4 separate regions of the Ovis aries genome follow, and regions 2, 3 and 4 are each linked to region 1. A link is a contact called in public Hi-C data. All regions are on one chromosome and are shown on one strand. Each heading gives the region's core, a stretch centred on a gene start, on an enhancer-like site or on the middle of the called end of the contact. The rest is flanking DNA. Distances are from core to core; before and after follow the strand shown. Region 1 holds the start of C18H15orf39 (chromosome 18 C15orf39 homolog). Region 2 holds the start of FAM219B (family with sequence similarity 219 member B). Region 3 holds the start of COX5A (cytochrome oxidase subunit Va). Region 4 holds the start of PPCDC (phosphopantothenoylcysteine decarboxylase).

What was found. A called contact is a pair of places that touch in the nucleus more often than the background predicts.
Region 2: a contact with region 1 is called in a Hi-C map of liver, with 5 times the contacts expected there. The contact joins the promoter of FAM219B here to the promoter of C18H15orf39 in region 1. A contact is called at or near these places in 2 of 16 Hi-C or Micro-C datasets (liver and muscle).
Region 3: a contact with region 1 is called in a Hi-C map of liver, with 4 times the contacts expected there. The contact joins the promoter of COX5A here to the promoter of C18H15orf39 in region 1. A contact is called at or near these places in 4 of 16 Hi-C or Micro-C datasets (liver, mixed tissues, muscle and 1 more).
Region 4: a contact with region 1 is called in a Hi-C map of hypothalamus, with 3 times the contacts expected there. The contact joins the promoter of PPCDC here to the promoter of C18H15orf39 in region 1. A contact is called at or near these places in 11 of 16 Hi-C or Micro-C datasets (blood, hypothalamus, liver and 5 more).

Annotation. Positions count from the first base shown.
Region 1 is chr18:31,199,803-31,206,476 of ARS-UI_Ramb_v3.0, reverse strand. C18H15orf39 (chromosome 18 C15orf39 homolog) reads left to right here and starts at 2,984. Exons shown (of 3, transcript XM_027957169.2): 1 at 2,984-3,155. It overlaps LOC121817103 (a long non-coding RNA gene), which reads right to left and starts at 2,894. Exons shown (of 4, transcript XR_006056855.1): 1 at 2,697-2,894; 2 at 799-887; 3 at 611-680.
Region 2 is chr18:31,446,015-31,452,688 of ARS-UI_Ramb_v3.0, reverse strand. FAM219B (family with sequence similarity 219 member B) reads right to left here and starts at 3,468. Exons shown (of 5, transcript XM_012098686.4): 1 at 3,254-3,468; 2 at 2,962-3,049; 3 at 2,181-2,258; 4 at 1,695-1,743. The coding sequence starts at 3,449.
Region 3 is chr18:31,425,672-31,432,345 of ARS-UI_Ramb_v3.0, reverse strand. It overlaps COX5A (cytochrome oxidase subunit Va), which reads right to left and starts at 3,678. Exons shown (of 5, transcript XM_027957175.2): 1 at 3,487-3,678. The coding sequence starts at 3,592.
Region 4 is chr18:31,350,438-31,357,111 of ARS-UI_Ramb_v3.0, reverse strand. PPCDC (phosphopantothenoylcysteine decarboxylase) reads left to right here and starts at 2,661. Exons shown (of 5, transcript XM_060401431.1): 1 at 2,661-2,806. It overlaps SCAMP5 (secretory carrier membrane protein 5), which reads left to right. Exons shown (of 8, transcript XM_012098681.5): 8 at 1-2,046.

The sequences.
Region 1 (6,674 bases), core at 1,735-4,234:
AAGCTGAGGTTCAGGAAGCTGGCCTTGCCTTCCCAGAGAGCCAGGAGGAGTAATCAGTGTCTAGGGTGGGGTGGAGGAGGAGAATCTGCCTTCGGATTCCATGCAGCTCCAGGGTGTGTGTGTGTTGGGGGTAGGGTGGGGAGGAATGTCCTCCCTTCCAGGCTTTTATATTCTACTGTGCCTCCACTCCAGTATTCCTGCCTGGAAAATCCCATGGACAGAGGAGCCTGGTAGGCTGCAGTCCATGGGGTCGCTAGGAGTTGGACACGACTGAGCGACTTCACTTTTACTTTTCACTTTCATGCATTGGAGAAGGAAATGGCAACCCACTCCAGTGTTCTTGCCTGGAGAATCCCAGGGACGGCGGAGCCTGATGGGCTGCCGTCTCTGGGGTGGCACAGAGTCGGACACGACTAAGGCGACTTAGCCGCAGCAGCAGTGCCTCCAGCCAGGAACCCTACTTAAGGGCAGTATTCTCTTCTCTGCTTTGGCTCACAATGTTCCTTCCAACGGCAATACCATTTCTCCTCTCCATGACCACAGGCTAAGAATCACACTGGGCAGTGGAAGGGAGGGGGGGATCCCAAGGCAGCCACCTTGTACTGGTTACCTTCTTTTATCCAACAAAGGCTTGATAGGCATCTCTCTACACAGGCTCTCCACAGGCTCTCCACATGACCCTTAGGGTAGAGAAGAAGAGGGCAGGGTCATGCCTTCAGGAGCTCATGGTCAGCTGACACTCTACAAACATTTTAGGGTTTACAGCAATTTCTCACACTGATTTTGTTCAACACTCACTTCAGTCTGTGAGGCAGGTTTCATGGTTCCCATTTTGCAGATAAGGAAACTGAGGTTCGGAAAGTTACAAAGGTAACATCTAAGTGATGCTGAAAAGGAATGGATAAGATGCTGATTAAGTGAAGACACTTTGTGAAGTGTCTCTGGATTAAGACAAGCCTCAGTGGGGCTGGGACTGCAGAATCTTAAGTGACCCCGTTGGGTCTCACCAGCCTTATCCTGGCCTGAGTGGGCCCCGCTCATGCTCAGAGAGATCGGAGAGAACACCTGGCCGCTGAGCATACAACTTGACAGTCCTGAGACTAGACCCTGAACGCTGAGAAAACTGCCCTCCACCCAACTCCTAACTACAGGGCAGAGACAGGGAAATGGGTGTCTTAGAGGGGAGGGCAGAGTTGGTGAGGAGCAACAGTGGGGAAGCACAGCCTGTGAGCTGAGACTGGGGCATGACCCCTGGCTGTCAGCACACAAATGCACTCTCCTGATGCCAGCCTGCTGTGTGACTTTGGGAAAGCCCCAACCTTCTCTGAGTCCCTGCTTCCCAGCTCTCTCCAGACTCAAATTCCTAAGGATCCTCCAGCTCTCGATTGAGTGGCACCCTTTCTGCAGCCCCCGGGTGGCCTTTACTTCCTCTTTCTCGCTATTGTGCCCAGCCTCTGCTGCCCAGCTCAGTGGCTCAAGCGTCATCCTTACTCTTGGAACCTGCAGTCCTAGGCCTGCTCTGCCCTCTGACTCAGGCAGGCCTGAACTTTGGGATCTAAGCAGGTGACCTGGGTGGTTGTGCCCCATGATTGGGCTTTGACCTTTGGCATGTCCACCTGGTCCCTCCCTCCTCCATGGCACACACCTGTCCCCAGTCCTAGGGCAGCCCAGGAAATGCAAGGGACCAGGTTTTTCAGAGAAGGCAGCAGCACTGCACCGAGGGGCTTTTCATCTATCATGAGATGGCCCAGAGAGGCAGTCCTTCCACCCCTCCAGCTCCTCTCTAGGTAACAGCCCAATCCCGGCTGGGAATGCTCCACCCCATCTGACCTCTCAGGCCAAACGTGCGCAGGCCTGTTTTACTGAGGGATATTTGTCCTAAAGGACAAGTGGACTCACTGAAGCGACTTGGCGAACCTCCCAGCATCCTTATACCTGGTCCACTTTGCATGCGTTAGTTGCTCAGTCGTGTACGACTCTTTACAACTCTATGGGCTACAGCCCGCCAGGCTCCTTTGTCCATGGGATTCTCCAAGCCAGAATACTGGAGTGGGTTGCCAGTTCCTTCTCCAGGGAATCTTCCTGACCCAGGGATCAAACCCAGGTCTTCACATTACCGGCAAATTCTTTATCCTCTGAGCCACCAGGGAAGCCCTGGTTCTCTTTAGGGATGGGGAAATCACCCCTTCCTCAGAAGGTATGGGGCCTAACCAGAATTGAGATAGGTTTGTAGAAATTTGCCCTCACCGGCTGCACCGAGAATGAGAGGACAGACTAAGGAGCCCTTCTCCAGCCTCCTAAGGGAGAGGGCAATGGCAACCCACTCCAGTACTCTTGCCTGGAGAATCCCATGGATGGAGGAGCCTGGTGGGGTGCAGTCCATGGGGTCAGTGAAGAGTTGGACATGACTGAGCGACTTCACTTTCATTTTCCACTTTCATGCTTTGGAGAAGGAAATGGCAACCCACTCCAGTGTTCTTGCCTGGAGAATCCCGGGGATGGAGGAGCCTAGTGGGTTGCCGTCTATGGGGTCGCAGTCGGACACGACTGAGGCGACTTAGCAGCAGCTGCAGCAGCAACATAACTGTACTAGCGAAGAGTCACATATTTAATGCCAACACTTCTAAGCCTTACGACACCACCATTATGATATAATTTAATCCTAGTTTTACCGAAATGAGGAAACTAAAGCTCACCGAGGTCAAGTGGCAGGCACAAGTTCACAGAGCTAAAAGGCGGCAATGAATGAAGGGTCTAACGGAGGCGTGTGATGGGCGCGCCGCGCGATGGCTTCGCGGAGAGCGGGGGGTACAGAGTGTGCATAGCGCCGGCGGCCCGGTCCCCGGAGGGCTGGCAGAGGCAGGTCCTCTTCACCCCGGGACTCAGGGGAGCACAAACTCCCAGAGGCCCGGCACGGCTCTGCCCCTGCTGCGCGGGCCGCCCCGCCCCCGCTCCGCCCCCAGCCCGCCCCGCCCGGGACCGCAGACGGCGCCCGGCGGCGGCGCGAACGGCAGCGAGGAGGGTGGCTCTGGGCTCGGTGCTCACCGCGACTTCCCGCGCAGGGCCCGGCCGGACCAGGACGCGCGTCCTCAGCGGCGCTGGAGGATGCGGCCCCGGTGCCGGGCAGCAGCAGCGGGAAGCCGGGTGCCCTGCAGGTAGGAGCTCGCCCACTCGGCGGGCGCGGAAACTTGGGCCGAGTTTGCGGGCGGCGCGTGGGGAAGGGGCGGGTGGCGCTGCCCCAGGGCGCCCCTACCGGCCGGTCCCGGGATGGAGCGCGCTGGGCCTGGGCCGAGGTGGCGTGGCTCCTTCTTGCCGAGGAGGGGGGCCCCCGGCGGGCGGGCTGCGGGCAGGGGTCGCGCCGCTGCCCCGACTTTCCCTGGATTTCGAGGCCCCGGGGGCCCGGTAGCGCTCTGGAGCTCGGGTGACCGATCCGGCGCGGGGCTGGCGAAGAGGAGCTAAGGCCGAGCCCCCGGGCCTCCCGCGGGGCCCGGCTCACGTGGACTGCCCGGGCGGAGATGAGGGGGCGGCGGGGGCCTGGCCTGGGGGCGGCTGGCACTGAGACGCCTTGGGGCCCTGGACGCGCCCTGCTGGGACGGGACGGCCCTGCGGTTTCCTTGCTAAGGCTTGACTCACCCTCTGGCCGCAGCCCAGGCTGGCGGGATCGCCCGGAGGCGGTGGCTGCCCGAACTCTGCTGCCTGGCCGCCCCCTACCCCAGCCCTCCCGCCAGTTTTTAGATGTCGGTGTGCGGGGCCCCGAGCGAGGGGAGAAGGCAGTTCTGGAGGGGAGTGTGTGCAGATACGGGCCAGGCACGTACTTGCAGGCGCGGGTTTGCATGGGTGGCGGCCTGTGTATCGGCCTGCTGGGGTGCACGTGCGCCCCAGCGCCGCCGGGTAGAGCATGGGGACACCCGGAAGCCGGCGGGGTCGGGTGCGGCAGCAGCCCCAAAGCCAGGTCGGTTGAGGGCCCCAGACACTGGAGTTCAGGGCGAGGCAGGTAGAGGACAGGGGCGTGGAGCGGATCCCGCCACCCTTCCCCCACCGCTAGAGCCTGGGCTGCCCCTAGATGCGGTTGTAGCGTAGGCAGGGCCCAAAACCTCAGCCGGGGGAGGTGTGAGAACACGGGAAGCGGAGCCGATTCAGCCTCTAAAAGGCGCTGGCCACAGCTGGGCAGGATCGCTCTCTTCTTCCTGGTCTTGTCCAATGTCTATCAGGAGACCCCTTAGGCGTTGGAACTGGGCCAGGGAGCTGTTTGCGCCCCCTGCTGTTTAGGGCAGGGATGGCACGGCGGCGGTGGGCTCCTCTCCTGGGCGCTGCTTGAGAATGGGGCTCCCAGCCCAGCTCCAACTTGTCAGGAAGCCGCTGGATGGCCCCAAGAGTGATGTGACCCTGCTCCCTGGAGCCCTGCCCTTCTTCAAACAATTGCTTGCCTCTTCAGGTGTGTGAGGGAAGGAGGCACCTACACTTGGGCTACCACTTAGCGTGGAGAGGGGCCTTGCCTTGAGGGGTTGTGTGCTGGGCTCTCTACCTCCTAATAGCAGGAGGTTGTGTTACCCCCATACCCTTCATAGCTCTCTGCTGGTTCCCTGGAGCCCTCATCTCTCCCCCAAGATTTGGGGGTCCCAAGTGGCCTCACTTTTATTGGATGAGTCCCAGGGGTGTCACAGGAAGTCCCCAGGGCAAAGGGCACACAATGCGCAGAGCCCAGGAGAGAATGGCTCTTGGGGGCTGGGGCTGGGTATGGAGAAGGTCCCAAGGAGTGTGTGGGGGAAGTGAGACTAGAGCCCACACTTAATTAACCCAGAGCTCCCCAAGGGCAGGGGTCTCAAACCCCACCCCCAAACCATACAACCACTTCTTGCAAAGCTGCTGTGCACCGGGGTGGGAGGCTTTCCCCTTGGGATGCACGCCCTGTTGTAGGGCACTGCCATCGGTATTGTGGCCCCGATGCCCCTTCCTGTCTTCTCAGGACCATCCACTTCTTCATGCTGGTCTGAGGTTAGAATCTGGCCAGGAGGTGAGACAACTGTCTGAGTGTTGCCTGGCTTCCTTGGTATACTTAGGCTGGAATAAGGGTGGTCACTGGCTCCCATAATACCCTTGGCTTGTGCCAGTCTAACTCGGAGCCTGTGGGTGTTATTGATCACCAGCTGAAGGGAGAGAACTGCAGGGGTTGTTGGGGGGTGGAGGTTGGTCTTGGCTTGGTGACAGAACCCTGTGACACCTGGCCCATGGCCTAATCATAGCAAGATTGAGCTGATTCATCCTTCCTAAGCCACCTGAGGGTTTCGGGGAGCAGGGCACTGGGGGAGGTAGAAGCAGGTCAGTGTGGTTCTAGCAGGCTGGCCTCAGATGACCTCTCCTGGGCCATGGGGTACCTGCTGCCTTGAGGAAATCCACGTTGACCTCTCTGGGTCTTGCTTGGCCTAGCTTGGGGACCTTAGAGTCTCTCTGGCACTTTTTTCCTTCAGTACAAGGGGGTCATTGCCAACTAGCACTTCGTGACCGTGGAAGCTCCTCCCTGGATATTCACAGCATCTCGCTTCCCCACCTGCTCCACGGTCCTGTGCTGCCCCCGTGCGCCTTGGGACAGCTGCAGCTTGGGGCTGGGATGGACACAGGCGCTCCTCCTGCACTTTCGTGGGAGCTTCCTGTTGCTGCCACAGCGCCATCTGCTGGACAGTCTTTGCTCTCCTGGTGGGGTTGGTTCTAGGGTGAGGGTGGGGGTTACACCAAAGGTTCCCCTGGGCCACTTCTCCTGGGGACTGCTACTCTCTAAAACCAAGCCAGTATGTGTCCTTCTGAGCCTGGGGACTTGGTTCCAGGTCTGGCTGCCACTTTTTAATAAGACTGACATGTCAGAAAGTGAGATCTAGAGTGTCACAGGAAATCTGGATTTGTAGACAATGCCTGATTCCACACCTTGCCTGCTGTAGGGATCTGGAAATCACTGTGGCATCTAAGACTTAAGAGCTTGTAGTGGGAAGTAGGAAGCCTGCTTCTCGTCCCATCTCTTCCGTCAATGACTGGGATAAACAGGACTCCTCATCTGTATATGGATGGAAGTAGGAACAGGAGGAGTATCCAAGCAAAGTGGCCCTCAGACTGTGCTCCCCAGAGTCTGAGACTTCAGAGGGGGTCTTGGGAGTCATGTGGAGGAAAGCTGAACTGAAGGGACTCCAGGAGTGGGGGTAGGGGTATAGTAGAGCTGCTGCTAAGTCGCCTCAGTCGTGTCCGACTCTGTGTGACCCCATGGACGGCAGCCCACCAGGCACCTCCATCCCTGGGATTCTCCAGGCAAGAACACTGGAGTGGGTTGCCATTTCCTTCTCCAATGCATGAAAGTGAAAAGTGAAAGTGAGGTCGCTCAGTCGTGTCCGACTCTTCAAGATCCCATGGACTGCAGCCCACCAGGCTCCTCCATCCATGGGATTCTCCAAGCAAGAGTACTGGAGTGGGGTGCCATTGCCTTCTCCGATAGTAGAGCTGCTGTGTAAGAATTCTTTAAGCAAAAGGTTTTACAGCTTTAGAAATAAAGTTGGCTCATGCGTGCATTCATTCATCCGTACATAAATGGATGTACTTAGCATATATGAATCCGTGCATGAATGGGTGTACTTAGTATCCATACATGATTGTACTTAGCATCTACTAAGTGCCAAGTTCTTAGGCATGGC
Region 2 (6,674 bases), core at 2,219-4,718, 250 kb before region 1:
AGGCCAGGCCTGCACATCCCTGGACTACAGGAAGAAGTGCTACCTTTTCCTACCTGTGTCTCACCCAGCAGGGGGTGGGGGACATCCGGGGACCTGAGCCAGGACTGTCCAGGCTGCACTGTCACGTGCCCCAAGGAAGCTGCCCTCACTAAAGAATCCCAAGGCAGGTGATATAAATGTGAGATTCGAGGTTATGTCTGAAAGTCAAGCCCTGACCATTACCACTGTGAACCCAGATTGGTTCCTATGAAGGCTGAAGAGTATGGAACAATGGTACCAGAACAATGGAGTAGAACCGTGGAGGAAAATGGGTTAGAGTAGAATAGGGTGGGGAAGAGCTGCTTCTGCACTGCCAATGTTTCTCTTTGATGCCAACAGAGCTCATTCCTTGCAAAGCAGAACCTGTCAGCCTGGCTTCACCAGTTCCACTGAGCAGAAGGCACATGAGACTGGGGGGTGTAGGACTTCTCTGGCTCTTGGCTTATTTTTCTTTTCTTTGTTCTAACAATCTTAGGCACCTAGATATTCAAGGAGGATACAATTTGCAAACTGTATTCTCTGGCAGAAACTCGGGGTGGCCAAGGGTTTCCAGGAGCATGAGGAAGAAATACCAGTGGTATACAGTCAGGTCCCCAGCACTTCACCTCTGTCAAAAGCAGTAAGCCACAGATGCCAGAACCTTCGGTCCCTGTTTTACTCTGGGACAGTCACTTGTCTAAAAGGCCAGCCCAGGAGTATCTATCTCAGTCACAGTTCCCACAGATGGAACACAGGAGGAACAGAATTTATCTGGCCTGGAAGTAAGCAAGCTTGGAGGATGGAAAGGGGAGGGACAGGAATGCTGATCTCAGGTAAAAGATGATCAAAAGAAGGCAGAGTAGAATTACTCTGTCACTGGAGACAGGACTAAGACCACCAAGTCCAACCTGCAGGAGACTTTTCCAGTTAACAAGGAAGACTTCTCTATGAGCTACCTGAATTGTGTGTGTTGCAGGGGAAGACAGGCAGCAAGGTTTCTTGGAGGTAGTGAGTACCCAATTACAAGAAGCATTCAAATAAGCATTTAGCTGAGATTCATTGAGAGGATTCCTTTTCTAAGTGGTGGCTTGGATTAGAAGACTTGTGAGGTCATTTCCAGCCCTAAGAGTCTGGGGATTTCCCTGGTGGTCAGTCCAGTGGTTAAGACTCTATACTTCCAATGCAGGGGGTGTGAGTTTGATCCCTGGTTAGGGATTGAAAATCCTATAAGCCAAAAAAAAAGGTCTGTAGTCTCCTCGGTGACACCAGTGGTAAAGAACCCGCCTGCCAGTGCAGGAGACATAAGAGATTCTGGTTCAATCCCTGGGTTGGGAAGATTCCCCTGGAGGAGGGCATGGCAACCCACTGCAGTATTCTTGCCTGGAGAATCCCATGGACAGAGGAGCCCAGTGGGCTGTAATCCATAGGGTCGCAAAGAGTCAAGACACGATTGAAGAGACTTAGCATGCAGCGCACACATAGTCTCCTGGACTTTCAACAGTCCTCTTCAGACGCCTAAACTTCTGCTAGGGGAATAGGGCAGAGCAGAAGACTGGAGAACACGCGGGAAGTCTGATACAGTGCCATGTGTACGGCAGGAACTAGACAAGCGTCTGGCAGTGGCTATGACACTGCCTGCAGCCTGGCCCCGCCACAGAAAAGTACTCTGGACTTGCCTCTGCAGAGGAATACCCGGAGGAGTATCTGGATTCCAGCTCTCCATCACTAGGACAAGAGGAAGACAGTCAGTTCAGGGAGATGCCTGCGGAGCACAGCTACAAGTGGCAAGGTGCACAACATGCAAGGGAGTCTGGAGGACTTGTGAAGCAAAGACCACACACCACAGAGCTCAAACCCATAATCCGCCATGAGTATCCATGGCTCCTTCTTGGCTCCATCAGGGACAGAGTCACTGTCACTAATAATGCAGACATAATAGGGCAGGATGACTCCCCCAGACAAGGTTGGTGCTTCACATCCAAGAGCAGCAAGGTCACCTATGAGTCCTCTAAGCAAGCCATCCCGGAAGAGACAGTGCTCTGAAGCAGCAGCCCTGGAACATGCACAAAAGGTCTTGGAAGAGACAGGGAAAAAGCGAAGCAAGTCGTCTGCAATGTTATCCAAGGCACTCCCCAAGGGGTATTTCCAAGGACAGCACTTACCTGTCAGAGTCGAGGGACACCAGGTTTTCATCTGGACTCTGACTAAGAGCAGTGTAGCCCTTGTTAAACTTCACTGACCTGAGGGGAGATGGGGGAAAGACCAAGCATAGATGCAATGCCAGCATTTCACAGGGAAAGCCAGCGTCCTCGCCCTTATGGGGAAAACAAAAAAACTGACTGCACTGCTCCTGGCTTATCTGCTACCTGGACAGCCACCATTGCCTGCCGTGTATCCCGCTACAGCTCCTTAGTATGTGCACTTCCCCACACCGCTCCCCCTGCTACTTCTGAGGATAAGCACACCTCCTCTTCTAAGAATCAGGAAAAGCCCCATCTCCCCACCTTATTTAACCTGAGAACAGAAAAATCAAAGTCCTTAGGCAAATTCCTTCAACTGCCTTCGCTCAAGCCCTGGTGAAGATCCTATCCAGCCCTCAGCGCTTACCATTCTGTTAAGGAAAAAATCACAGTCCTAGCTGTTCCCACGCTGCTCTCCATCCTCAATCCTGGGGACCCCAGCCACTATGCTCCTCCCTAATTTAGACAGTGATTGACCCTAAGAACTGACAAAACTCATAACAAAGCTCTTTCCTCGACACCATCACACCCTGGAAAGGAAAGAAAAGGTCGTTCCTCTTTCCATTTTTAAACAGTGAACCCGACAGGCCGGCGTCAGGGGAATGACTAACTCGGCTTTAAACGTGGGTACTCGGTCTCCCAGCCTGAGCACTAGGGCCTACTGTGAAAACGCTTGCACAGAGGAGGTGGCGCCTGCTGAGACCTTTTCCCTGAAGAGTCGGGGCGGTTCGGCGCGGCCCCCAGCATGCCTTTTCTCCGCAGAACCGCCTTGGCCAGGTCCCGGTGCTTCTCTGGAAGTCAAAGGGCCCAGATCAGCGGGCTCCTCTCTACTCCGCCGTGTCTCCCAAACGCCAGGGGCCCGCTCTCCGAACAGATTTTCGGGTGCGGGAGCGGGCTGCATTTGCCCCTCCGGGGTCGCCCCAGCGGCGCTCCGGAGCCAGCCCGGGAACGCGGCAGCCCGCCCAAGCAGAGACCCCTCATCCGGCCGCACTCACGCAGCTTGGCCTGAATGGAAGGCGCGCGCGCCACCATGTACGGGCCCCGCTTCTCCACAGCCGCCGGGATCCGCTCCCCCAACCGGGGGGCTCCAATGCCGCTTCGCCCGGAGAGCAGCCCCGCAGCTTCTGTCCCGCTGGGCCGGGGTCCCGGGATAGAGGGCGCAGCCTGCCCGTCGGGATCCGCGGTCGCCATCGCCCGGCCACGCCCCGCCGAGTCGCGAAGCCCCGCCTTCTGGCTAACCAGCCGCCAGACGGCAGGGAGGCGGTCCCTCCTGGAGCAAGATGGCGGCGCGCAGGCGCGGGCCGTGCCCACCCGAGCTTTCTGGCCCCGCCTGCTGTGGGATTGGCACAACTGTCCCGCCTTTCCGGGGGTTAGGTTGTTTCAGTTCCTCCGTTATGGCGCTTGATTGTTTCTGGCAGTCGGCCTGAACCTGGTGATGTCAAGCCAAGTTCTATCGCTGGTCGAAAGTAAATATCAGTATTTCCGGGGAGCTGCGGCTGTGCGCCAGCACACTCAAAGCCCTGATGCCTGCGCTTTCTCCGCAGTGTCTCCGCACTGGTCCTCTCGCCACAGCCGGAGCACCCCAAGGGCGGGCCGGAGAGAGGCTGGATTGAATCGGAAAGCGAGCGGTAGGAGAAAGGGAGTTAATAACGCCCTTCTCCAGAAGATGAAACAGGTCGGAGAGAAAGGTTCAAGGACCTTGTGGAGGGCACACAACCAGAGGCAGTTCCTTGCCTGATAGATATAACACCAGACCCTCGTTATTGCCAGCACTGCGCAATGCCCGAGACCTTGGATGAGGCCTGACCCTCTCTAAGCCTCAGTTTCCACGTTTCAAAATGCAACCAACATCAGTACCTGTCTTATAGCGATAACAAAGACAAAATAGGACTTGGGAAGAAAAGCGAAAGCGCGCTGAGTTTGTGTCGGGGCACAGGACTTTCGTGGCTCTTGACTCCTCTGGTCCCCAAGGGATGTACTTTTGGCTGGCTGGAAAGTAGTTCTAGATCCTTGTAGTAATTGCCAAATCTCATGAGGCTGTCCCAAGGCTAATTTACTAGCTTTCACAGGGTAGGTCAGCAGTGCGCAACTTAACGAATCCCCAGGGCCACCCGAAGAGTGGAGAAGCACAAAGGAAAGCTAACTATTTTGATAGATTCCACCGCTGTTTTTAACTTCCAGAAACAACCATTTCATATGGTTTGACTTAATATTTAATCCTCCTGACCTCCCAGTAAAGCACTGTTACTCCCATTAAGCAAATGAGAATTAGATTTGGTCAAGTTCACCAGTAAAGTGGTAACCCTAGAATTTGAACCCAGCTCTCTGTGGACTCTGAAGAGATGGTTTTTCTCATAGTTGTCTGTTAAGTTGATGGAGACCTCACCAAGGGGCCAAAGAAAATGTGATCAAAACCCTCTTGATGTCACAAAATCTGAGGAACTTGTAGGGAAAGAGTCAGAGTGCCCTCATCCATGACACTCCTGGGTCTCCTATCCTGGGAATCCAACTAATTGCCATGTGGTTGAATATGGGCCCTGAATACAGATAACTTGCTCTGCCATTTACTGGTAAGTTATTTAACTCTTTATGTCAGTTTCTTTAACTGAGGAATGGGGATAATAATAGTACCTATCTAATAGAATTATGAGGTTAAATTGTAAAGTGCTTGGGACGGTATTAGCATATAGTAAGTGCTCAAGAAATGTTACCTCATGAAGTTTACACAGTGTTTTAAGGATTTAGTGTTTATTTTCTCAGTTGGCTTTACACGCTTCCAGGACAGACCACCTTAATGATATTTTTATCCCTTGTTTTCAGCACAAAGTCATAGTAGTACATATTTGTTTAATGAATGTCCTATTTCCCTTCTTAACTTTTAGTCTATTTAATCATAGAACTTTGGGGCTGGCAGGAATCTTACAGATTATATAGTCTAAATTCATTTTATTATGAAGAAATTGTGATTACCCAACTGCCTGGATCTGGGTGTGGCAGTTCACTTTTCCCACTTAATATACTGTATTCACTAGGAAGCTAAGAAAAATAAATAACTTCCCATTGCCCAAAGCGAATAGCAAAGATTAAAACCTAGGTTGTAAGGGGGTAAGTCTCCAGGGCAAGAACTGCTGCAGCACACAGGGCACGAAGCCTGTCTTCCTCACCCCAGCTGCTCAGACTTTAACCCAGAATGTCTGTGCTGGCTTGCCTGCTGGGCTGCAGATCTGCAGTTCTTCCGTTAGCAAAGCTTTATTCGAGAAAAAAAAAAAAAAGCTTTATTCGTCTACATGTCAGGTGCTATGCTGAACCCTGAAGATCTAATGATGAACAGGACAAAAAAGGGACCTCCTAGTCTCTGATTCACAGTCTTTTATTCTTTGTTGTGGGTTGGGGGAGATTCTTGACTATTAGGAGTTAAGACTCCTACCCTCATTCATGCCCCAAGGAGCAGTCACATTTATGTTTTTTTTAAATGTTCATAGAAGTTTTATTTGTAAAGCAAAGAGGTGGTCTTAGATGGAGTCCACAGGGGGCTCTGAAGTATGAACAGTACCACTGAGTTAAGCCCAAGTCACATTCTTTATTTTTGACTCCAAATCATGGGAATCCTACCTGTCCCCCAAGTTGTCTGGTCCTGGGACAGATGAATCTTTATGATCAGTTGAGAATTCTAGTTCTGCTGTCCGGTTAATTTTAAGTCCCTCATCTAGATAAGAATCTCGGATTAGGTATAGAAAAGAATGGGAGCCAGTGGTGAATTAATTTTTTTATTGAGGTATAATTGACCTCTAACATTATGTTGCTTTCAAGTGTACAACATAATGACTTATTTGTACACATTGTGAGTGTATACATTATGATAACTGCAGTTAGTCTAGCTATATTGTCTTTTTTCTTGTGATTAAGACTTCTAAGGTCTATTATTTTAGCATCTTCAGTTCTGTTCAGTTCAGTCGCTCGGTCGTGTCCGACTCTTTGCGACCCCATGAATTGCAGCACGCCAGGCTTCCCTGTCCATCATCAACTCCCGGAGTTCACTCAGACTCACGTCCATCGGGTCAGTGATGCCATCCAGCCATCTCATCCTCTATCGTCCCCTTTTCCTCCTGCCCCCAATCCCTCCCAGCATCAGAGTCTTTTCCAATGAGTCAACTCTTCGCAGGAGGTGGCCAAAGTACTGGAGTTTCAGCTTTAGCATCAGTCCTTCCAAAGAAATCCCAGGGCTAATCCTTCAGAATGGACTGGTTGGATCTCCTTGCAGTCCAAGGGACTCTCAAGAGTCTTCTCCAACACCACAGTTCAAAAGCATCAATTCTTCGGCACTCAGCCTTCTTCACAGTCCAACTGTCACTTCCATACATGGCCACTGGAAAAACCATAGCCTTGACTAGACGGACCTTAGTTGGCAAAGTAATG
Region 3 (6,674 bases), core at 2,429-4,928, 230 kb before region 1:
ATGAGAAGCAATGCACCACCACAAGTGAAGAGTAGCCCCCACTCACACAACTAGAAAAAGACAGCTAGAAGCAATGAAGACCCAGAGCAGCTAACAACAACAAAAAAAGTTCACTTATACTCAATGAAAAAAAGTTTTATTAGATTTCTAAGGAGTGAGATTTTTAAATATAACACTATCAAGAAAACAGGACACCCTTAGCAGTCTGCTTCCAATCAATATACCCTTTTCCAGTACCATATGAAAAGCCTTTCATTTTCAGTTTCTGCTTGTAACTGGACAGTGAATTGGGAGTTAAGAGATCTAAATTCCTTCTGAATAGCCTCTGAATGGGGCAGGAGGTGGGAGAAGGAATTTTTATCTTTGGGTTTTAGGAGGCAGTAGAGCCTAGTGGTCAGATACTTCTAGGCTCTTCACTCTCTTGTTGTTAATTAACTCAGGTTTTATATTCCTTATCTGTAAAATGCAGATACCACTACCTTAGCAGAGTATGATGATTAAAAATGAAAGCCAGGTTAACATTTTGCCTAGGGCTTAGTAACCTTGTAGGTATGTACTCATTGTAGCTTTAAATTAATCCTTATCTAGAAGTGCCTTAATTGATTTATTTATAGAAATCATAATTCATAGAAATAAAACATTCTTCAAATTGCACCTCTTATTGTATGAATTATAAGAGCTTGGTATAATTTCTAGTTATTTTTAAAGGCTTAACATATCAAAAACAACCTTTCAGCCCACCATCACCCAAAATTTGTAAACCATCTTTTTCAAAAATAAGTTATCCTTAACTGAATAAAGTGCAAGTATATAATTGAAGTATAAACTGTTAAGCAGTTCCTTATCAAGTTAAATATACACCTACCAAACACAGTAATTCCACTTCTAAGTATTTACTCAAGAAAAATGAAGTATATAATTCTCTCCCTAGAGGCAACTATTAAGTGTACCTTCCCAATCATCCAGTAAATTGTTTCGTGATAACGAATTTCTTTTGCTCACTGCTGGGCATGGATTTCACTAGATGACTGTGGTTTTGTTTTCTAACTGTGAAAAAGATGACCAACAAATGCAAATCTTAGTCAGGGAGATCAATGGATCTCCTTCAATGATTTGTTCACCTTCCTTCTGAGAGTCCCAAATTACAAACTGGTTTTATTAAAAAACAAAGACAATGCATGAGACAGCTATTTAGAAAACCAAGCAAGCACTGGGAACACACACAGATCTCAGGTTGAGGAAAACACACTTTCCCAATGGTTTACATTATATTCCTTATTCCAGTCATAAGCAAAGCAGGATCTAGTCTTCTAGTTATGGACATGCTTAACATTCTGATTTTTAGGTAAATTATATCCCTCACACCACCCCAATGTACAGCATTTCCACCTAGTTTTGAGGCTTGTATGGTAAACTATTTTGGAAAACAATTACTCGGTGTTTTTATATAAAGGTTTCAGAGTAGAAAAAGGGAACCATCTGTAAAAAAAAAAACTGGGACATTTCTAGGGCTACAATCTAAAAATCTAACACTGCTTTTTGCCTTTCTGTTAAGCAAACATATTTAGAAAAATTAAGTGGCTCATTAATTCCCTTCAATAACTAAACAGGTCAGACAAAGCTCAAAGAACAGGCATTTTGGTGGTGGTGATTCTAAGGCATAATGGAAAGAACTGACTAATGTAAAGGGTATATAAACAAGCTCAAACACAGCTATACGGAAGTACAAGGTTTAGGGGCCCAAAAGGTAGAAATCTATAAATGTGGGAGTGGTGCAGAAAAGGTTGGAAGGTAATTAAAAATGCTACTTAAATTTAGCCCTCCACCAAGAAAGAGAAAGCAGAAACTCTTCCCACCTTCTCATAGCCTATCAGGGTAAGGAATAGGGGTGAGGACTGTGTAACTTTTAAGGGTTGGCTGGAGAATTTAGCAATTATTCAAAATATTTAATTATCTAATTCAGTAGTTATTGGAAAACAATTCTGTTACAAGGTGGAGTCTGAAGTGGGACAAAATAGGCAGTTTGGGTTGCTACTTACTTACAGCAAACCTGAAGCTCCCCAGGTTAACCCCTCCAGAGCTCTTTCATTCTTGGATAGCCTCATCCAAGAATCTTAAGCCTTTCTGACTTTTATTTGCATGAAATTTCTTCAGTCTCATAATGATAATAAACCTCACCTATAATATGCAAAAATGAAAGGCACTATAAAAATAAAGCAAATGTTTCGAGCATTTGTGCCAGGAAAGGTGCTGAGAGTTAACATTATCTCATTTAAACCTCACAACTACTAAATAGTATCCCAATTTTAGACTTAGGCAACTGAGTCTTAGGGTTTAACTAACATGTCCAAGGTCACACAGCTAGAAAGTAGTTGACATGAATGTAACCATGACTGCCTCCTTGTGGCAAATATTTAGGTTTATGGGACAACACCTAAAATACAGTTTTTTGTATATGAATTATGCTTAAGTGGGCGGCTAGAATGATTGGACATAAATCACTGTCTAATCTTAGCAAAAGTTTGAGTTCATACGTTTAAATATGCATGCTTAGGGGCCAAATTTCATTATGTAGCATATACTACCATTATGGGCCGAAACCAAAGTGCAGTTAAAATAATTAAAAGTGCTAGACACAAAGTCTCCAGGAACAGATATAACCGGAAGGCAGAACAAGAGACAGGAATCAACAGAACATCTTACACTCCGCAATCAGGCTTCTAACCGGAAGCAAAAACATAAAGCTTCCCCATATAGGCAGAACCCCCTATTTCTGGGTCTGTGATATCCAATTCCTGAAATAAGAGTTTTATCATAAGATCTATCAAGTCAGTCCCTCTTCCAGGCCTCAGGAAATAGTTACACACGTCGATCTATCATAAAAGTTTAAGAATTACAATGTGACAAGGCAGTCTCTAAAAATACTAGAGTGGTCTGGTTAAGTGATGGACAAAACGCTAACCGAGATACGTCTGATGAAAAGACTGTTAAGTGTCGCACACGTAAGTATAACGTGTTCTTGGAAGACGCTGGGGGCGGCGGTGCCGGGGACCCCGGAGGGATCACCCCCGCCCCTACCCTGAGCTCAATGTCACCTTCGCCGAAGCGCTGCAGGCCGGCGGTGGCCACTCCTAGTCAGGTGGCCGCAGGGTCAGCGCCGGGGCACGGTCACGGCCTGGGGACCGAAGGGGTCCGGTGGGCACGGGAGGTGCGCTGCGCCCCCTCCTTGGCGCCCACAGCAGGTCCACATTTGATCGGTCCGCGGTGCCCGCACCAGGAAGTCGCGCCGAGGGGGGCCTCGGGGGCGCGCCCTCGAGTCTTTCACAACTCGAGGCGGCGGCGAGAACGGCAAGCGGTCACCAGGTTCAGCCGCCGGCCCGCAAGGTAGGAGCTAGGCCTCTGGGAGAGCCTGCCATCGCGTGGCGGCGGGGGCCCAGGTCACCGCAAGGACACGCGGGCGCGGACAGCGGCAGGCGGGAGCCTTACCGGCGGCTTGGCCGGGGGCCGGAGTGGGGTGCAGGAGGCTTCGAGGGCTGGCCCGGGCGACTGCGGCTGCAGCTACAGAGCAGCGGCGGACAGCGGCGCCTAGCATGACGGCGATGGCGGCGCACAGGTTAAGGCTGAAGAGAAGCCGGGTGTGAGCCCACGACCGCTCGGGAGCTCGTGGGGGCCGTACTCACGCACCGACGCACGGTGGGCGGAGCATAAGGGTCCGCCCACTGCGGCCCTCGCGCCTCGGCGGAAAGAGGGCATCACTGGGCCAACGGCAGGCTACGGCGGCGCGCTGAGGACAAACTATTTCGGCGTCGCTTCCCCACGGCTTACTGGTCCCTTGGACGGCAGGGGCCGTCGTGGAGCAAGGAATAGAAGGAAGGGGAAGAGCCGTCAGTAGACAGCGCGGTTCAGATCCGGCTCGGGAGACGACTCCTGCACCTCAACATGCGAAAATAACACTACAAATTATAATTTAAAAAATACCTTCTTTGCTCTTTCCTTCCCAGGTTTGAGCCTAAAATAAGAGAGTGGGACAGAACAACTGCCTTCGTATAAAGGACCTTATTGGTAACTTTTCTTATACTAGAAACCCGCAAGCATTCAAAAGAGTCCAATCACTTGACTTTACAGAGAACAAATGGGCTCTCAAATTAGATTTCTTGCCGGCAGTCGAGGCTCTTTTCACCGAATTCCCAGCTCCCAGCACTCACCTGGATATTTCTGCTGGCCTGCGGTGGCCACTGCTAGTCAGGTGGCTGCAGGGTCAGCGCGGCCTGACCCTGACATACCCTCCTCCAGTCTCTACAGGAGGGGTTGTTGATTAAGTTGCAAGATTTTTTTTGGGGGGGGGGGGGGGGTGCTTCTGGTCTCAGTTGTGTCACGTGGGGTCTTCCGTTTCCTCATGCAGGATCTTTTTTGTTGGCCAGGTAGGCACTCCCGTCTCCAGGGTTCGTGGGCTCAGTAGTTGTGGCCGCTGGGGACTTAGTTGCTCTGCAGCATGTGGTATCGTAGCTCCCCAACCAAGGATTGAACCCTCATCCTCTGCAAGGGGCTTCTTAACCACTGGGCCATCAGGGAAGTCCCCGGTGCCAAGACTTTTAACATCTAATTTGGCCTCATTAACTGCATTCTGACCTTGAGTTCCTCAGCAGCTGGACCACTTTCCCCAGGCGTGAATTACCTAGCTGCCATGCAATGTTAATGAGACAAGTCTCTTGTCTTGTTATCCCTCATTCTCTATCCCTGGAACTACTGAGGAAAGAAAAGGTGGGGATTCAGGCTTTGCTTCCTGACTCTAGGCCCTGTCTCTAGGGTTTCAGCAGATAACCCTTTTCTGCCTCCTCCCTAGCAGTATGGCTTTAAGGGGTATGAACCTGGCTGGGAAAATGATAAAAAATCTTTTTTGAAAGCACTGTCTTCATTTTCTCCCACCAAAATGTTGAAAAGACACCTGGGGAAGATATGACCTCTTTGATTTCAATTAATAGTCATTAAATTGCCAAGCACTGGAAGCCCAGGAGATGGCAGGGCTCTCATGATTAAGAAAGCACTGGAAGGGACTTCCCTGGTGGTCCAATGGTTAAGAATCCGCCTGCCAATTCAGGGGATATGGGTTTGATCCCTCCTCTGGGAAGATCCCACATGCTGAGGAGCAACTAAGCCAGTGGGCCACAACTACTGGGACCGCAGTGCCTAGAGCTAGTGCTCTGCAACAAGAGAAGCCACTGCAATAAGAAGCTCAAGCACCACAAGGAAAAGTAGCCCCCATTTGCCTCAACTAGAGAAAGCTGGTGGGTGACAATGAAGACCCAGTGCAGGCAAAAATATAAATAAATAAATACATTTTAAAAAGGAAGAAAAAGAACTGGAAAAAATCTAGAAAGAGGTGGGTATATGTATATGTGTAACTGATTCACTTTGCTGTGTAGCAGAAGTTAACACAACATTGTAAATCAACTATACTCCAATTAAAATTTAAAAAAAAAAAGATAAAAACTTGAGGAAGAAAGAATGCATTGGGAGTTCCCTGGCAGTCCAGTGGTTAAGATTCACCGCTTTCACTGCTGTGGCCTGGGTTCAGTCCCTGGTCAGGGAATTAAGATCCCTCAAGCCTTGCTCGGCTAAAAAGAAAAAAAAAAAACAAAAAGTGCTGGCTATATGGCACTTCAATCCCAGTCCCAGATTGTAAGGTACTGTACTTGTCTTTGCCTGCAGTACCTTAGATTGGCTACCGCAATATTGTATGTTTTCGTTGTTGTTTTCAAAAGCAATTATGATCATAATTTTGTGCCACTGCAAGCTACAAACTATTTATTATCCCATCTAAGCCTCATAACAGTGTTGTGAGATGAGTATTTACCCCTATTTTATGGATGAAGGAATAGACTCAAAGGACACTTGCCCAAGAATCACACAACTGATGAATATTAAGAATAGTGCTTAGATTTGAGCTCAGGTTTGTCTGACTGCAGAAATTTTCTTTCCCCACTCCCGGTAAAGGTAGACTTTGCTGGCTTCTCAGCAAATTCTGAACCGCCTGCTACTTTGAGGGTAGTTCTAAGTCCTTATTACCTGTATTAGCTGTTGTTTTGGTTGTGCTGGATCTTCATTGCTGTGTGCGGGCTTTCTCTAGTTGCGGTGAGCAGGGCCTATTCTGTGTTGTGGTGCACAGGTTTCTCATTGTGGTGGGTTCTCTCGTGGAGCACAGGCTCTAGGACACATGGGCTTCAGTAGTTGTGGCACCAGGGCTCAGTGGGCTTTAGTTACCCAAGGTATGTGAAATCTTCCCAGACCAGGGATCAAACCTTTGTCCCCTGCACTGGCAGGCGGATTCCCATCCACTGTATCACCAGGGAAGTCCCTGTATTAGCTTTATTATTGCTGAATGATAATTTACCACAAACTAAGTTTAAAACAATACCCATTTATTATTTCTCATTTCTGTAGGTCAGTTATGCATTCATAGCATAACTGATTTTTCTTCTCAGGGTCTTACAAGACTGAAATCAAGATGTCAGCCAGGTCTGCGGTCTCGCTTGAAGCTCAGAGTCCTCTTCCAGGCTTGTTTACGTTGTTGGCAGAATTCAGTTTCTTGCAGTTGTAGGACCAAGTCCCCGTTTTTTTCTTGCTCTCAGCCAAGGATCACCCTCAGCTCCTAGAGGCCACCCTCAGGGCCTTAC
Region 4 (6,674 bases), core at 1,412-3,911, 150 kb before region 1:
CCGGGAAGCAGACAGAGGACAGGGGAGCTGAGCCTGAGCCCTGATGTGGGAGGACACACAGCCAGAGACGTGGAGCCCTCCTGGGTACCTGACCCGAAGGGGATGGAAATGTAAGGCAGGGTCCTTTCTTCCCTGCCTTGCCTTCTCCTCCTTTACTTCCCAGAGCCCCCTCGAGCCCCTCTGCCTGTGTCCCTCCCCACACTTGCAGCTGCTGTGGCCTGATTCTCCTGCCCTACCCCTACTGTGTGCTAGGTGATGTCTGCCATCTACAGGGGCAGATTGCACTGCTTTCCCTGAAGAGCTGGGTGGTGTCTGGGCAGTTTTCAGGTGTAAAGGTGCAGCTGTATGCTTGCTAAGTCGCTTCAGTTGTGTCCAACTCTTTGCGACCTTATGGACTGTAGCCCACCAGGCTCCTCTGTCCATGGGATTCTCCAGGCAAGAATACTGGAGTGGGTGGCCATTTCCTACTCCAGGGGATCTTCCTGACTCAGGTCTCCTGCATTGGCAGGCGGGTTCTTTACCACTAGCGCCACCTGGGAAGCCCAAAGGTGCAGCTGGAACAAAGGATCTATAAATAATTACTGGTCTCTGAGTGATGTCTGATTGACCCAAGCCCACTGGGCAGGTGCTGGGTGTCTCTGAATGACCACTGGATTCTTGGGAGCAATAGCTGTTCTGTTTGGGTCTGATAGAAGGGATATGCTCAGAGGACTGGTCCTGGAGGGATGAGTCTTCTCAGAAGAAAAGGTAGGCAGGACCAACTGAGAGGGGATCATGCATCCCCCCTGCCCCGCCCCCCCACCCCCCACCCCCAGCTTGCTCTTGAGCAAAGGGCAGTTCTGGGCACTTGAACTCAAGGTCTAGGAATAAGCACGGGCCAAACCCTATGAGCAGGCACAATAGCTGGAATGTGGTTTCAGGTTAGAGGGTGGGGGGGGGGGAGTTCTCTGGCTCCTGGTGTTGGTTTTTTTTTTTTATCATATTGAGATTACTTGCTCCCCTCTGTCTACTGGGCTTGATTCTTGGCCCTTCCTCACCCCCATTAGAACCCCTCCTTTCCTTTCCAGGAAAGTGATAGAGGCCTGTGGGCCTGTTGTGTCCCAGGCCTTGTGAGAATGTTGTTGGTAGAGGTCCTGGCTCTCTCGGAGGCCTGTAGAGGAGTGGGTTCTTACCCATGGAGCAGCTGCCCATTTCTCATTCATCGCCCCCTCCTCCCACCTGGGCAATTTGGCTTGAAAAAACAAACTCCACCTGGCCACTCTGGGTGGCTCCAGCTTAGAACCCAGCACCTGGTTTTCCAAGTGCTATCTGAGCTTTGAGCTCCAGGTACTTCATTTTCCTATAAGAGGAACCAGGGCCTCTGGGAAGTTATCTTCCTAATGGCCCCTTAGGCTCGGGCCAGAGCGTGATTGACTCTCCTCTACCACTTTCTCTTTGGAAAGCAGTTGTCACAGCCCCTAGTACCCGAAAAGAGACCCCAGGTCTAGGTTCTCCCCTTCCCTCTCTCCCTGCCCAGACCTCTGGCTCCCTCTCCCTTTCTCTCTTTGGTGACTCCAGGAGGCCTGCGGTCTCGCTGCCAGCACAGCATCCTTGACCTGTTGGATGCTCCTTCCCGTCAGCTTCCTGTCCTACCCGCCTTTGCTCTTTCCTGGCTCAGGCCTGTATGGCCACGCCCTGGCTCTGCCCTTCGGAAGACCTGCTATACCTGCGTGTGGCCCAGCTTGTCCAGGCCCTGGGATGCTGCGTCTCCAGGCATCTATGCACTTTCCTGGGGAGGGAACCGAACCAGAAGTGGGGGCTGGGCACAGGTTCATCTCTGCTGGATGGTCTGGCTTGAGGGTGGGGTGCAGGAAGGCTGAGGTTAGTTCTGGGAATCCTCAGGTCTTTGGCCAGTGACCTGCTTTTGCATTTTGCTGGTGCCCTCTGCCCCTCCTTGTTTCTGGGAAACACAGACTATTCTCCAACTGGCAGTTGAGCTGCCTGAGCCAGTGTGTCTGTCTGTGGAAACTGAGTGAACCATAATAAAGGGGAACATTTGGCCCTCTGTGTCCTGCTGTGTCGTGTGTCTTCATGAGGGCCTGTGTGGAGCCTCGCCATGGGCTGTGGGGCATGGAAGTAGGGTGGGTCCATGGGCCTGTAGCCTGTCATTCCCAGAGTTCAAAAGTCACACACTTCTGTGTAGTTCTTTCTCTGAGGCAGCCTTGAAATTGCTACAGAGTCCTTCTGCCTGTTAGGAGTTCTGAGTTTCCTGAGGAAGAGTTGAGTTCACATTGCTGCAGCTAAAGATCCCCCATGCTGCAACTAAAAGATTCCGCATGCAGCAGTTAAGGCCTGGCACAGCCAAAAATAAATGAATAAATAAAACAAAAAACATAGAAGATAGGCTCAGTAAAAGTATTAAGTACTGCAGTGATAAGCAGTGTGGGTGGGGCTGGGGGGATGAAGAGGTCAGACAACTGGCAGGCCCAGATGAACACAGGAAATACCAAGAACTTGGGAACCGGTGTTCTTGGTGGGATTCCCCGAGTGGACTACAGTTCCTGGAAGGCTGAGAAGTTGACTACAACTCCCAGAAGGCTACGCGGTCGCGGAGGCAGCCTCCGGCAGCCGTAAAGTTGCATGCCAGGCAGAATCAGCGGGAGGGGCGACCGGGATACCGCGATATTTGGGGCTGCTCCGAGACGCGCCTGGCGCGGGTGAGGAGGCTGGGGGAACCGAGGAGGCAGGTGTCTCGTGGTGGGGCAAGCAGGAGGCAGGGGAAGCTTCGTTGGCGACTTTGACCTCTTTGTGTGACCTCAGTTTCCGTGTATGTGGGTGCGTGTGTCCATTTGTGTCCTTCCTCTCCTATTGGTGCCCAAGAATCTTTGTTCGCCGCTGCGGGTCTGCTGCCGATCTCCGGTTTTCTGTGTGTGTGTGTGTGTGTGTGTGTGTGTGTGTGTGTGTGTGTAGCAGTGTGTGTGTAGGGGCTGTGGAGTCTATGGGTCCGGAGCGCTATGGACCTGTTCCCAGCTCCACCCTGAAGTGGGGCATTTATTTTTTAAAATTAATTTATTTTTAATTGAAGGATAATTTCTTTACGATATTGTGTTGGTTTCTGCCAAACAGCAGCATGAATCAGCTACAGGTATACTATGAAGTGGTGCATTTCTGTATGTGCCCTCCCGTCCTTGAGTTATGCTCTTCTGCAGTTGCCTAGGGCCCTTTAGTTTAAAAGGTGGCCCTTTAATCTAGTTTTATAAAAGGTAGCCCTATCGGTTACCTACGTTTACCTCTTGCCTTAAAGAAACAAACAAAAAAAAAACCCGAGCCTACTTTCAAAAAGGAAAGGGGATGGCCCAAGGCACAAACCATTTTACAAGTTGATACAACAGAAAAAGGAAAGCCCTGGGATATTGCACTTATCCTCTGGCACTCTAAAAGTGCTGAATGATGTTAAAAAGTGAGAGTGAGGCCAAATTTTGTCAGAGAAGAACTTCAGTGCTGCACTTTGAAGTATTGGAGGCCAGTGCCAGGTAATAGGCAGGAGAGATTCCCAAGTTGGGGAAGTGATGGGTACCTTGGAGCAGAAGTTGTCCTCATCTCTCCTAGTGGCTGAGAGGTAGCAGTTCCCAAATCACTCCCTTGTTAGTAGCCTCCGCGTGTGAATGTAATATTAATGTGTGAGTGCTAAGCTGCTTCAGTCCTGTTAGACTCTGTGCAACCCTATGGACCAGGCTTCTCTGTCCATGGGATTCTCCAGGCAAGAATACTGGAGTAGGTTGCCATGCCCTCCTCCAGGGGATCTGCCCCACCCAGGAATTGAACTTGCATGTCTCACGTCTCCTGCAAGGGCAGGGGGGTTCTTTACCACTAGTACCACCTGGGAAGCCTGAATGTAACGTGTCCCCAACTTGTGGCCTTGAGGAAGGATGCCTAACGGGGTTCCAGGAGCTGCAGAATCAAGCCTGCCTGCTTCTGGTTTGAGAGAAGAGCAGTCTTAGCAGAATGTCAAGACCTTGAGTTCTCCCTGAAGAGTTCCTTGCCTTTCCTTGAAGGAAGGGATTTAAAGTGCTCCTGCAGCTGTGCCACTGCTTTTAATGACTGGGTTTGGGGGAAGAGTGCTACTGCCAGGAGCTGCAGGTGGTACTTGGGCAGAGTTGTATTGACTGGTGGGAGATAAGTGAAGAGCATAATCTTGGGGCCAGGGGTGAGGAACTTTGATGTCAGGCCAGAGAGTCCTGGGTTCCCTGCCCACTCACCCAAATTCAGTTCTTTTTTCTGGGCCCCAGCTCCTGTTTGTGGTTGGGCTGGCCTGAAACCGCAATCTGGATTTTTTTTAAAGCCCTGGTTCTGCCCTGGCTCCACACTTGCCCGTATTGTGATTGGCAAGCATTCCGGAAACTTACTTAACTCTGCCCTAATTAAACTCTTTGAAAAGGAGACTTACACGTCACAAGGCTGCCACAAGTTGCGGCTCTTTATCTGTCTGGCCTTGTCTTTCTCAAAGGACAGAGAAACTTGTCATTTTTCTGGCTGTGGCTGCATGCATGTTGCTGCCTGCATGGCTAGCACCCCGGGAGCCTGAGGCTCAGTAATCACAGCTTTCAGCCCTTTGGCCTTTCTGCTTACCAGCTGTTTCTGCTGCTCAAGAGTTCCTGTGAGTCCAGCAGAGCTCAGGAAGATGAGGTGCTGTCTACAGATAGCTTTGAGAGTAAACATAGAGAACTCCTGCCAACTGTTGCCCTCAATGGGACTGGCAGTTTGAGCTGATTTTGACCTTGCTTTCAGATGTTGGTTAAATCATCTACTCTCCAAAGTACATATCGCCCCTCCCTCTTCTTTTCTAGAAGGATATTTAGGGTTTGGTCCTTAACAAAGATTGCTCAGCAGGCTAAGTATTAATAGGAAATCTTGGGCTGTACCACCTGCTGTGGGGAAGCAGTTGAAGTCACCAGCATGAATTCCTGCCCCAGATTTAACTGGTTGCTTTCAGTAACCTGTTCCTTAGGAATTATATCAGTTTGATGTGGTGGTGCTGGTGCTGGTGGTTTAGTCGCTAAGTCATGTCCGACTCTTGCAATCCCATGGACTGTAGCCTGCCAAGCTCCTCTGTCCATGAGATTTTGTCCATTTTCCTTCTCCAGGTGGTCTTCCTGACCCAGGGATTGAACCTGCTTCCTGCATTGCAGGCAATCTTCTGTATTGCAGGCAGATTCTTTACTGTTGAGCCACCAGGAGGAGATTTTAAATTCAGTTTCTGATTTTGCAGGAATCTCTCTTTTCCTAGGCCTGGTTGTATGCTAGGGTCAAGGGTCAAGGTTTGGGATTTGGCAGATGGGTTTTTCTGGAGAGTTGAGAATGTGCCTCCTGGATGCTGATTAGCACACAGATTAGTTCTGGGAAGAGGCTGGCTGATAGGCCCTCTAGCCTTGTCAGCTGCCAACACAGCTCTCCAGGCCTTAGAGTAGACTCAATTCTGCTGTGGGCAAACATGGCCCTGGCTGAGGCTCTGATGTGGAGCAGAGATTGAGATTGCTGACAAATGGAACTTTGGGGGGATGTCTTGTTCTACGAAGCTGGCCTGTGCTTAACCTCTGTTGAGAAGGGTCTGGGCCCCTGGGAGACCCTTCCAGATAAGAGTGATATAATCGACCCAAACATGGTCCTCAGCTCATATGGGTATGTGTCTGAGTCTTAAAGGTAAATAATGGGCAAGGGGGCCCTAAGGAGCCAAGGGACCTGCGGAGTAAAGAGGGAGCCCTTAAGGGTTGCAGTCAGATAAGTAGCCATTGAGTGACTCACTGGACTTCTTCCTCGGGGTCTGCCTTGGTGTCCCTTCCCCTTGTTGATTCTACCCTTTTTGAGTACATGTCCCGGGATACAGAGAGCGCCGCTTTACCTCTTGTCTTTCACGCATTGACTCAGAAGGTTACTGACGGGAGGAGCTTCAGAGATCACCTGGTCCTGTCTTTGCGTTATTCGATGAAGAGACATGTGCAGGGAGGGAGTGACCCTGAGCCAAGGTTACGCAGTGGGTCAAGAGCACATGGACAGAGCCCAGGGCTCCTTATTCATAGGCCAGGTGTCTGTTCTCTGCCCAGCTCTGCTTCAGAGGGTACAGGTGATTATCCATTCAGCAGATGTTCAGGACTTACCACAGGCCTGATACCTGCCTAGTGGTTTGTGTTTAAACCAGGTCAGACATTTAGGGAGCTTGCTGGTGGTGGTGGTGATGGGAAAGTGGTGACGGAAAGGCAAGGAAACTGATGTCCAAATGGAATCAGTGATCACTGAAAGGTCCATCCCACAGAAGGACCCATCTCAAATGATTTCAGGTGTGACTTCTGTCTTCTCAGTCCATGCACAGATTCCCTGAAGGCAGCAACTGTGTCTTCCAAAATTCTTTTGCCTGGTGTGATCACCCTTGGTGATTGTTGCTGATGGAATGAGTATGTTTTGCTGGTGCAGCCTGCCAGAGTGTAGGATTTGATGCATCCATCAGCCATATAATCATAAACAATCACTTCTAACAACATCTGGGGACTAGAGGGAGAAACCAAGCAGCTAATCTCATGCGGTGGCCTTTATCCTTTTTATGCTGTCTCTTCTTGGCCGTGGAATTGTAGGGTGGTACCTAATCCACAGGGAAAGGGACAGAGAGGCAAATCCCTCCCTGGAGCACCCAAACCCCTTTG